Regions from separate parts of the Sus scrofa genome. Here all the other regions are linked to region 1. The links are chromatin contacts, called in public HiChIP or PLAC-seq maps. All regions are on one chromosome and are shown on one strand. The core of a region is the stretch at or near the end of the contact, and the rest is flanking DNA. Distances in the headings are between cores, read along the strand shown. Region 1 overlaps EXTL2 (exostosin like glycosyltransferase 2). Region 2 has its middle 24 kb from the start of GPR88. Region 3 overlaps CDC14A (dual specificity protein phosphatase CDC14A).

What was found. HiChIP or PLAC-seq counts read pairs in DNA pulled down with a chosen protein or histone mark.
Region 2: an H3K27ac HiChIP or PLAC-seq map of alveolar macrophages shows a contact between it and region 1. The contact joins two enhancer-like sites. A contact is called at or near these places in 1 of 5 promoter capture datasets (liver), 11 of 47 Hi-C or Micro-C datasets (alveolar macrophages, brain, fetal heart ventricle and 5 more) and 2 of 2 datasets of contacts at active chromatin or transcription factors (alveolar macrophages and skeletal muscle).
Region 3: a contact with region 1 is called in an H3K27ac HiChIP or PLAC-seq map of alveolar macrophages. The contact joins two enhancer-like sites. A contact is called at or near these places in 1 of 47 Hi-C or Micro-C datasets (embryonic fibroblasts) and 1 of 2 datasets of contacts at active chromatin or transcription factors (alveolar macrophages).

Annotation. Positions count from the first base shown.
Region 1 is chr4:117,411,607-117,414,372 of Sscrofa11.1, forward strand. EXTL2 (exostosin like glycosyltransferase 2) reads left to right here. Exons shown (of 5, transcript NM_001243549.1): 3 at 885-1,312; 4 at 2,432-2,502. Among named protein-coding and RNA genes, the nearest start is that of EXTL2, 16 kb to the left of the region's middle. Within about 2 kb of position 1,290, at least 2 of the 83 cell types and tissues checked have an H3K27ac peak or open chromatin away from gene starts, as enhancers often do. A contact at or near this core is called in alveolar macrophages, where this site is marked.
Region 2 is chr4:117,598,014-117,600,858 of Sscrofa11.1, forward strand. No RefSeq gene overlaps it. Among named protein-coding and RNA genes, the nearest start is that of GPR88, 24 kb to the right of the region's middle. Within about 2 kb of position 1,393, at least 15 of the 83 cell types and tissues checked have an H3K27ac peak or open chromatin away from gene starts, as enhancers often do. A contact at or near this core is called in alveolar macrophages, where this site is marked.
Region 3 is chr4:117,633,598-117,636,636 of Sscrofa11.1, forward strand. CDC14A (dual specificity protein phosphatase CDC14A) reads right to left here. Exons shown (of 16, transcript XR_002343573.1): 16 at 2,252-3,039. Among named protein-coding and RNA genes, the nearest start is that of GPR88, 11 kb to the left of the region's middle. Within about 2 kb of position 1,439, at least 3 of the 83 cell types and tissues checked have an H3K27ac peak or open chromatin away from gene starts, as enhancers often do. A contact at or near this core is called in alveolar macrophages, where this site is marked.

The sequences.
Region 1 (2,766 bases), core at 40-2,539:
CTGTGGTGTGGGTTGCAGACACAGCTCAGATCCCGTGTTGCTGTGGCTCTGGCGTAGGCCGGCGGCTGCAGCTCCAATTGGACCCCCAGCCTGGGAACCTCCATATGCCATGGGAGCAGCCCTAGAAAAGGCAAAAAGACCAAAAAAAAAAAAAAAATTCTGAAGTACATACATATATATAAGTGTGTGTGTGTATATACATATATATCAGAACATCAAGTTGTGTACCTTAAATATATATAATTCTTAAGTATCAATGGTATCGCAATAAAGCTGCTTAAAGGATTAGTATACTACTAAGAGAAATATAATCGTGTTTAAGAAAAACACTCTCAGTTCCAAATTTTGAGTAGTAAAATACGAGCAAACATTAATAGACATTGCTAAATTCTTGCTGTTTGCGTGTAGCTGGTCTTTGGCTGCACCTTCACAGCAAGCAGGCTCAGAGGGAAGATAGATTCACTGTATGTTTTCTCTTTAGGCCAAATCACCTTATCAAAGAGGGAGAACCAAACTTGAACCAACTAAGGGAAGATTAACCTCTCTCCTGAAAAAAGCAAAAGCAGGGAGTTCCCGTCGTGGCTCAGCAGAAACAAATCAGACTAGTATCCATGAAGGTGCAGGTGTGATCCCTGGCCTCAACTCAGTGGGTTAAGAATCTGGCGTGGCCCTTGAGCTGTGGTGTAGGTCACAGACAAGGCTCAGATTCCACATCCCTGTGGCTGTGGTGTATACCGGCAGCTACAGCTCCAATCCCATCCCTAGCTGGGAGCCTCCATATGCCGCGGGAGCAGCCCTAGAAAAGGCAAAAAAAAATTAAAACCAAAACGAGGTAACTAGTAAGAATGCTAAGATTCCGCATTTAATTTCTGTTTCTCCCCCAGGTGTTACCACATCTGCAAAGTCCCTGGAAGAGTGATGGGGATTCGAGTGCTTCGTTTCTCCCTGGTGGTCATCCTTGTGTTACTGCTGGTGGCTGGGGCTCTGACCACTTTGCTTCCTAATATCAAAGAAGACAAGATGCTCGCTTTGCGAAGGGAGATCAAATCCCAGGGCAAGTCCCCGCTGGATTCCTTCACTCTCATAATGCAGACGTACAACAGGACAGACCTCCTGCTGAGACTTTTAAATCACTACCAGGCAGTACCGAACCTGCACAAAGTGATCGTGGTGTGGAACAACGTCGGGGAGAAGGGGCCGGATGAGCTGTGGAATTCCCTAGGGCCTCACCCTGTCCCCGTCATCTTCAAACCGCAGACAGCAAACAGGATGAGAAATCGACTGCAGGTCTTTCCTGAACTGGAAACCAGTGGTGAGTTGCAGCTGGGTTCTTAGCCTGACAGGGCTGCAGCTGGCCAGACCTGGGGGCTGGTGCGTGGCTTTGGGGCTGTCTCCTTGTCCTCATTGTCTGGAGAACACAGGGAGATTGAATCCTAAGAAAGCAAAAGAAAGAAAAAAAAAAAAAAAAGAAAGAAAGCATTTTGAAAAACCGAAAGGACAGTTTCTTCTAAGCTCCTGGGAAGACTGTCCTCATGCAACAGTGACAAGAGGTTAATGTTGTGAAAGCAAATATGCCATGATTACATGTTATTGCATGACCGGAAGGTGGTAAAATGCCACTGAACTGAAGCCGAATTTTTTGCCGCCTCCTTTTTCTCCCATTCATAGCAGTTATATGAGGGTGTAATTTAAAAGATCCTTGGGGGAGTTCCCATTGTGATGCAGCAGAAACAAATCTGACTGGTATCCATGAGAATGCGGGTTCAATCCCTGGCCCTGCTCAGTGGGTTAAGAATCTGGCGTTGCCGTGAGTGGTGGTGTAGAGGTTGTAGACAGGGCTCAGATCCCGAGTGGCTGCAGCGTAGGCTGGTGGCTTCAGCTCCAATTTGACCCTGGCCTGAGAACCTCCATATGCTGCTGGTGAGGCTCTAAAAAAAGAGAAGAAAAGAAAATATCTTTAGTTTTATTTCATGAATTTCTAGGATAATAGATGTTACCTATATGATAATTTCCCCTCAGGAAATTATAAAATCAATTATGATTTAAGCAAAAAAATTTTTCTTCTAGACAAATCTCTTCAAGAATACACTTTTTTTTTTTTTTTCTTTTTAGGGCCACACCCATAGCACATGGAGGTTCCCAGGCTAGGGGTTGGATTGGAGTTACAGCTGCTGGCCACGCCACAGCTGACCACAATGCCAGATCGTTCGCCCACTGAGCAAGGCCAGGGATCGAACCCACATCCTCATGGATCCTAGTCAGGTTCTTTCACCACTGAGCTACAGAGGGAACTCCAAGAACACACTTTCTAATGTGCTGATTGCATTCAGAAAATCTTTCCCTTGAAGATCTGCCAAGACCACCACCACTGCGTCTTCCTGGTTTTGTTTCCATTTCCAAACTGATTTAAAATGTTTTCCTTTCGTTTCAGCGGTGCTAATGGTGGACGATGACATGCTAATTAGCGCCCAAGACCTTGTTTTTGCTTTCTCTGTTTGGCAGGTAATGTTACCATATCCTTTATGAACTCATAATGTCTGCGCTGGTGTCAGCACGGTTTAATGTGGGAGTCACCCAAACCAGTGTAGACGGTAGCTTCCTAAAAGGTAGATGAATTTGTCATAAGGTCATCAGAGTTCTTGAGCTCAGTTGAGCTAACGTGATGGTGATGGTATCTTTTATCTATGTTCGGCTTACATTCAGTAGATTGTGGAGAAGTAGAACCGCCTTTCAAAGAACCATGAGAAAATGATCTAGCACATGGTA
Region 2 (2,845 bases), core at 143-2,642, 190 kb after region 1:
TTTCCCTGTGGGAAACGAAGAGGGCCTGAAACTGACTCTGAGAAGCAGATTAGAGATGGACACGTCCGAGGAAACTGAGAAATGGAGAAAGCCATAAAGTATGACAACAGAAAATCCAGGAAAGGAGAGGGTTTTATTAAAAAAAGGGAGTTGTTGGAGCTCCCCGGTGGCTCAATGGGTTAAGGATCTGACGTTACCACTGCTGTGGCATGGATTCAATTCCTGGCCCTGGAACTTCCGCATGCTGGGACGGTGGCCAAAAATTTTTTAATTAATTTTTTTTTAAATGGAGTTGTTAATATGTCAGATGTTGCTGAGAGGTCAAATAACAGGGGTGAGTGAGGTCACCAAAGCCGCTTCATTCCAGGGACTCCAGGAGGCTTTCACCTGTTAAAGACCCTCCCACCCCGTTCCCACATGTGGGAAATTCGTCTGCAGTTACACCTTCATTCCTTTTCTGATGCCATTCAAAGCCCGTCAGTGAAATATCACAGGGAATTCTTTCCAGCCCCTGGAGGGAATAAGTTTCAGATGATTTCTGGGTACCGGACATTTAATAAGGAAGAGGAAAAAGAGAGGTGTGCGGGGCGGGGGGTGGGGTACTTTCAAAGGAGGGGAGAGGGAAAAGCAGAAATGATGGGAGACATCAAATAGCACAAAGAACAGCCCAGGGCCTGAGCCCTGCACACGGTCACTTCTGTTTAAAATGGTATGCTGGCTGACGTTTGATTTGATAAATGACTATAACATCACCCTTACATTTCCTCAGGGCGTAAACAAGTGTTCCCTTTATATGTGATACCCTATGGGTAATGAGGTCCTTTTTGTTCTTCATCATTTTTTAAAGTTTTATGGAAGTAGAGTTGATTGACAATGTTGGGGTCATTTCTGCTGTGTAACGACATGATTCAGTTATACGCGTACACACAGCCATTCTCTTTCAGGTTCTTTTCCCGTCTAGGTTATCACAGAAGAGGTTCTTTTCTTTCTTTTTAGGGCCGCACCTACGGCACATGGAAATTCCCAGGGTAGGGTCCAATTGCAGCTGCAGCTGCCACCCAGCCACCGCCACAGCCACTCAGGATCCGAGCTGCATCTGCAGCCTACACCGGAGCTCAGGGCAACACCAGATCCTTCACCCACTGAGCGAGGCCAGGGATCGAACCTGCATCCTCATGGATACGAGTCGGGTTCGTCACCCACTGAGCCACCATGGGAACTCCCGCAGAAGACGTTCTTAACATGCTCTGTTTACAGTCTTTATACCTCCGTCCTCCCCGAGGAGGTATTAGGGTCATAATTAAGAACAAAACTCCTGTTAACATGTCAACACTACTTGCTGCGACCCTTTGGCTCGTGGAGATGTGGGGAATGAGAAACACACAGCTGGTGACGTGTGTCTTTGGACCAACCCACACCCCTCAGGAGTGTGCATTTGCCAGAAGGAGGGCTCCCTTCCTAGGCGAGCACTGGATCAACGTGGATTCTAACCAACGCACTTCAGCCTGAACCCACTGGAGGTCCACGGCCTCATGCTCTTAAATCTCCTTTGATCTTTCACGGATCCTGAGGGGACACTAAGCCGGAAAACTGGTTCACCTTTAGTGTCAAACGTTTCCACAGTTACGTGGGTTCCAACCATCTGATGGGGAGGAGAAACGTCATTCATCAGAGGACTTAATTCTTTAGAAACCCTGCGTGCACGGGTCTTTAGAGGAACAAAACACAGGAAGTCAGCATCCTCTCCCCTACTTGTGGTTAGAAAAACAATGATGTCAGATAGCAAATGTTTCTTAACAGAAAATTCCACTCAGATGAATGAATAAACAATGAATGAAGGAGCAAAATAATGAATGAAAGAAAAGGGACATGTTATAAATTGATTATAGGAGTTCCTGTTGTGGTGCAGTGGAAACGAATCCGACTAGGAACCATGAGGTTGCGGGTTCGATCCCTGGCCTCGCTCGGTGGGTTAAGGATCTGGCATGGCCGTGAGCTGTGGTGCAGGTCACAGACGTGGCTCAAATCCCGAGTTGCTGTGGCTCTAGGGTGGGCCGGCAGCAACAGCTCCAATTAGACCCCTAGCCTGGGAACCTCCCTATGCCTCGAGTGCAGCCCTAGAAAAGACAAAAGACTAAATAAATAAATAAATAAAAATTGATTATAGCTTACTCCAGATATTGTTTGGGAGGGGGGTGTGTGTGTGCTGTGACTCCTTCCAGACTCAAACAGGCATGAGATGGGGACAGATAGGACAGGAATGCAGGAAAAAGATACAGAAAGTATAAACAAAGAGACCTTGGCCCCTGGGTAGTGGTGCTGACTATTCTGGACCTTCGTCCTTGTGGAGTCTTTTAGGCGATCACAGCCAACTCCTCTCAAATCCCTTATCTGAGGATGGAACTTCCCTGACTGTGCAAAAAGGAGACAGCTGATGTCCTCCCTAAGGAGGCATTTTTGAAAAGCAAGCATTTCCCCTGTTCAGGGCAAGCCCCTCCAGAGAAGGTTTGCTTTCCTGAGGAGGCTCCAAACATCCAGCCAGACTCTCTGGCCCTGGAGTCTAAACAAGGAGAAAAGTCAACCCGATTCCCTTACAAAACAAAACACACACACACAATCCCCAAAACCCTTTCACTTGGAGCCTAGAGGATGACAAAGCAGGGGTGGTCAATACACGCGAGGACCAGCGAAGAGCCGGGAGCCTCGGAGCCCCCCTAATGTGACAGTGAAGCCAGAACTGTGATTTGGCTCTCGGGTGATGTGCCAGGCAGAAGTGCCCTCATTTCTTAATTAATCAGTGGTATTTTGACTTCATCAGCAGCATTTCCTATGGAAGCGCTAGATT
Region 3 (3,039 bases), core at 189-2,688, 220 kb after region 1:
ACTTACATGGACTATTATGCTATTCTGATCTCTGGTTTCAATTTGTCTTTTAAACTTTCTATTCCACATACCTGACATAATCATTTGGGGGGGAACTGGATGTCAAGACTGACAATCTCATTTGGAGACAATCTCTTCTTCTTTTAAAAAAATATTTTTAACCACTTTATTGAGGCATGGTTGACATATAAAAATCTGTATATATTTAATATATACAACTTGATGAGTTTGGAGGTAAGTAGACATCCGTGAAGACATCATTGCAAACTATGCCACAAACATGCCCATCACCTCCAGAAGTTCCTTTTCAAGCTCCTATATTATTATTATTATTTTGTGATAAGAACTCTTAACGTAAGGTCTACCCTCTTAGCAAACTAGTCAAAGGGCATGACGTTTCAGTTATACAAGACGAATACATTCTAGAGCTCTACTGCCCAGAACACAGCTTATAGTGGATAATCATGTATTATGATTTTCTAAGCCTTGAGTGAAAGAAGCCCTAATAAGGAATCCTGGGACTGGCTGAAGGTGGGCTTTCAAGGTAAACATGCCCAGCCCCGGGAAGACCCACGTCCTATGACATTTGAGAGGCTGCTCATCTCAGCTCTAAGTCCCATCATGAGTTGTCTCAAACTTTGGTGTCCAAGACCCCTTCCTTCCCACGCCTCCATGACACACCTGCTCCAGTCTTGGAAGCCACCTTAGGTCCTTTTGGGAGACAGCCGTAATACAAATAAATAAAAAAAACCGCATGTGATAGATCATTGCCCCTGATTCTGAAGTTTAATGTAAGCGTGGAGTCATTTCCACAGCGGACATGATTTGTTCTTCACGTGCAGTCCAGCTTCTCAAAAGAGCTTTGATCCACTTGATTCAAACCAAAAGAGAAACAGCAAGGGGCCAGGTGAGTCATGTCCATTCGGTGGTATGCAGGTGCAAGCAAGGCACGGTGAGTGAAAAGGTGAAAAAGTAATTAATTTAATTAATTGTCCATTTAAAACCAGTTCTAAGTAACTGGATTTTGCATTAAAAGCAGCCTTTCAATATAAGTTTCTACTTACACTCACCAAAAAAAGTTTTCAATTCTCTAAAAAGCTATTTTTCTCCTTCTTGAGATGATTATCATAATTCAATCCATAGAGCAGGAACGGGGTGGGAATATATTAACATTTCAATCCAGCTCAAAATAACTTAATGCAATTATTTTCTTTCCTTTCCCTGCCAGGGGTGCCACCTCCATGCAACCTATGTGTAAATAAAAAAAAGTTTTCTCTTCTGCCATAAACTGTATCACACTGTAATTGGAAGTCTAATTAATCTTCTGAGGAGATGGGCAGTGAGCAAATTCTTGCTTTGCCAAATGCTCCAAGGGGACCGCCGGGCTTTCAGAGGCGTTGACTCTGCCTTGCCAGGGCACCCTGAGAAACAGCACTGTCTTCTTACAGGACATGAAACACCACAGAGGGCTGTTCCGCTTACACACTGACAATTGGTTTAAGTAGAAACTTTTAACACAGTGATGGTTTAACACATGTCACCAAGGAAAGCTTACAAGTGAGAACAGTTTCAAGAAAACATGTTTGTGGAGCTTGTTGTTGGTAAACTCCTATTCCTGCTGTGACCTGAATCATAGATGGATACATACAGAGGGTAACCCCGCCAAGTAGGTTTTGAGCTTTAGAAATCGTCTGACATCTAAGGGTACAAAAAAAATGACCCATAGGTGAGAAATTTGTTGGCACTAGTTAACCGATTTTTTTATTTTTTTCCCGTAAGAAAACTTCTGCAGAAAAAGATTCTCTGCCCTTCTAGACAGGTTCATGAATTCGTAAGAAATCTCCTTCACTAAGATCTGGTCCCATGACAAGCTCGATACCCCAACCGTCTCATGCAGTGTTGTAAGAACAGCTAATTGGCAGGTTCCCAACTCAAGAAGCGAAACTATCTTTCCACCCACAACCTTTCCTACGTGTTCTGAAAAATTTTTAAAGACAAAAGAGAAGGGAAGAAACTCAGAAACATCACAACCCAAAGAGACCCAGTTTAATATATAAAATACCTCCAACAAATCATGCAGCTGTTCCTCCCAAGCCAGCTCTTCAGGGTATAGATCCAACAGCAGCAAGGTTTGTGCCATCGGCTTTATTTCTATAATTTCTCCTTTAAGAAAGACGGCTAGTCTTTCTCTAAAGGAATGTATGACCAGTATATTGTACAACAGTCATAAATGATCAAGTAGGACCCTAAACACTGATCATGAATACTGTTTTATTAGCAAAAAGGAAAATTATAGATAGCGAAAGACAGTAAGAGCCTGACATTAGTTGACTCTTGTGAAATTCAAACTATAAGAGTTCTTTGTGCTTGCTGCCACATATTTCAGGAAATGGCCACAACCTGGAAAGTCAATAAAAGATAAACTAAAAATCTGGAATGGAAAACTGGAGAAACTCGAAAGGCACCAACCAGAGATACAGAATTATAAAGAAACTTCAGTACATTGATAACTCCAGATCCAAATTATAAAAGCCAAGGAAACTGTAAATTGCGTAAAACTTTTATTATGTATTAGCAGTGTATTCTTCTACACTTTAAAATAGAACAAAATATCTTTTTTGAAGGTAAACTATTCATAACAAAATACATGTCAAATGATTTTTATTATTGGAGTAGAATCGCTTTGCTATATACTTTCTATATTATACACATATACTTCGTGGTTTGTCTATGTATGTACATGTGTATAAATAATTTTAAGACATACCCATGTAGATACATATGACTAATATACACACATAATTATGGAAAATTTACAGTAGTCAAATGTACAATCATTTCATAGCTGCGCATGAATCAGTGTGTTCATAGAACTGAATCTGTCAATATGGTTCCCTTTCTCCCACTTCTCAAATGTTATCTGAATTACTTTTCACTGATAATTTAAAAAAAAATACTATCCTCTTCCTATACAATTAACCAATCATTTATTACAATAACTCATAATAAAATATTTTACTATTTCAGCTTTAAAAAGGT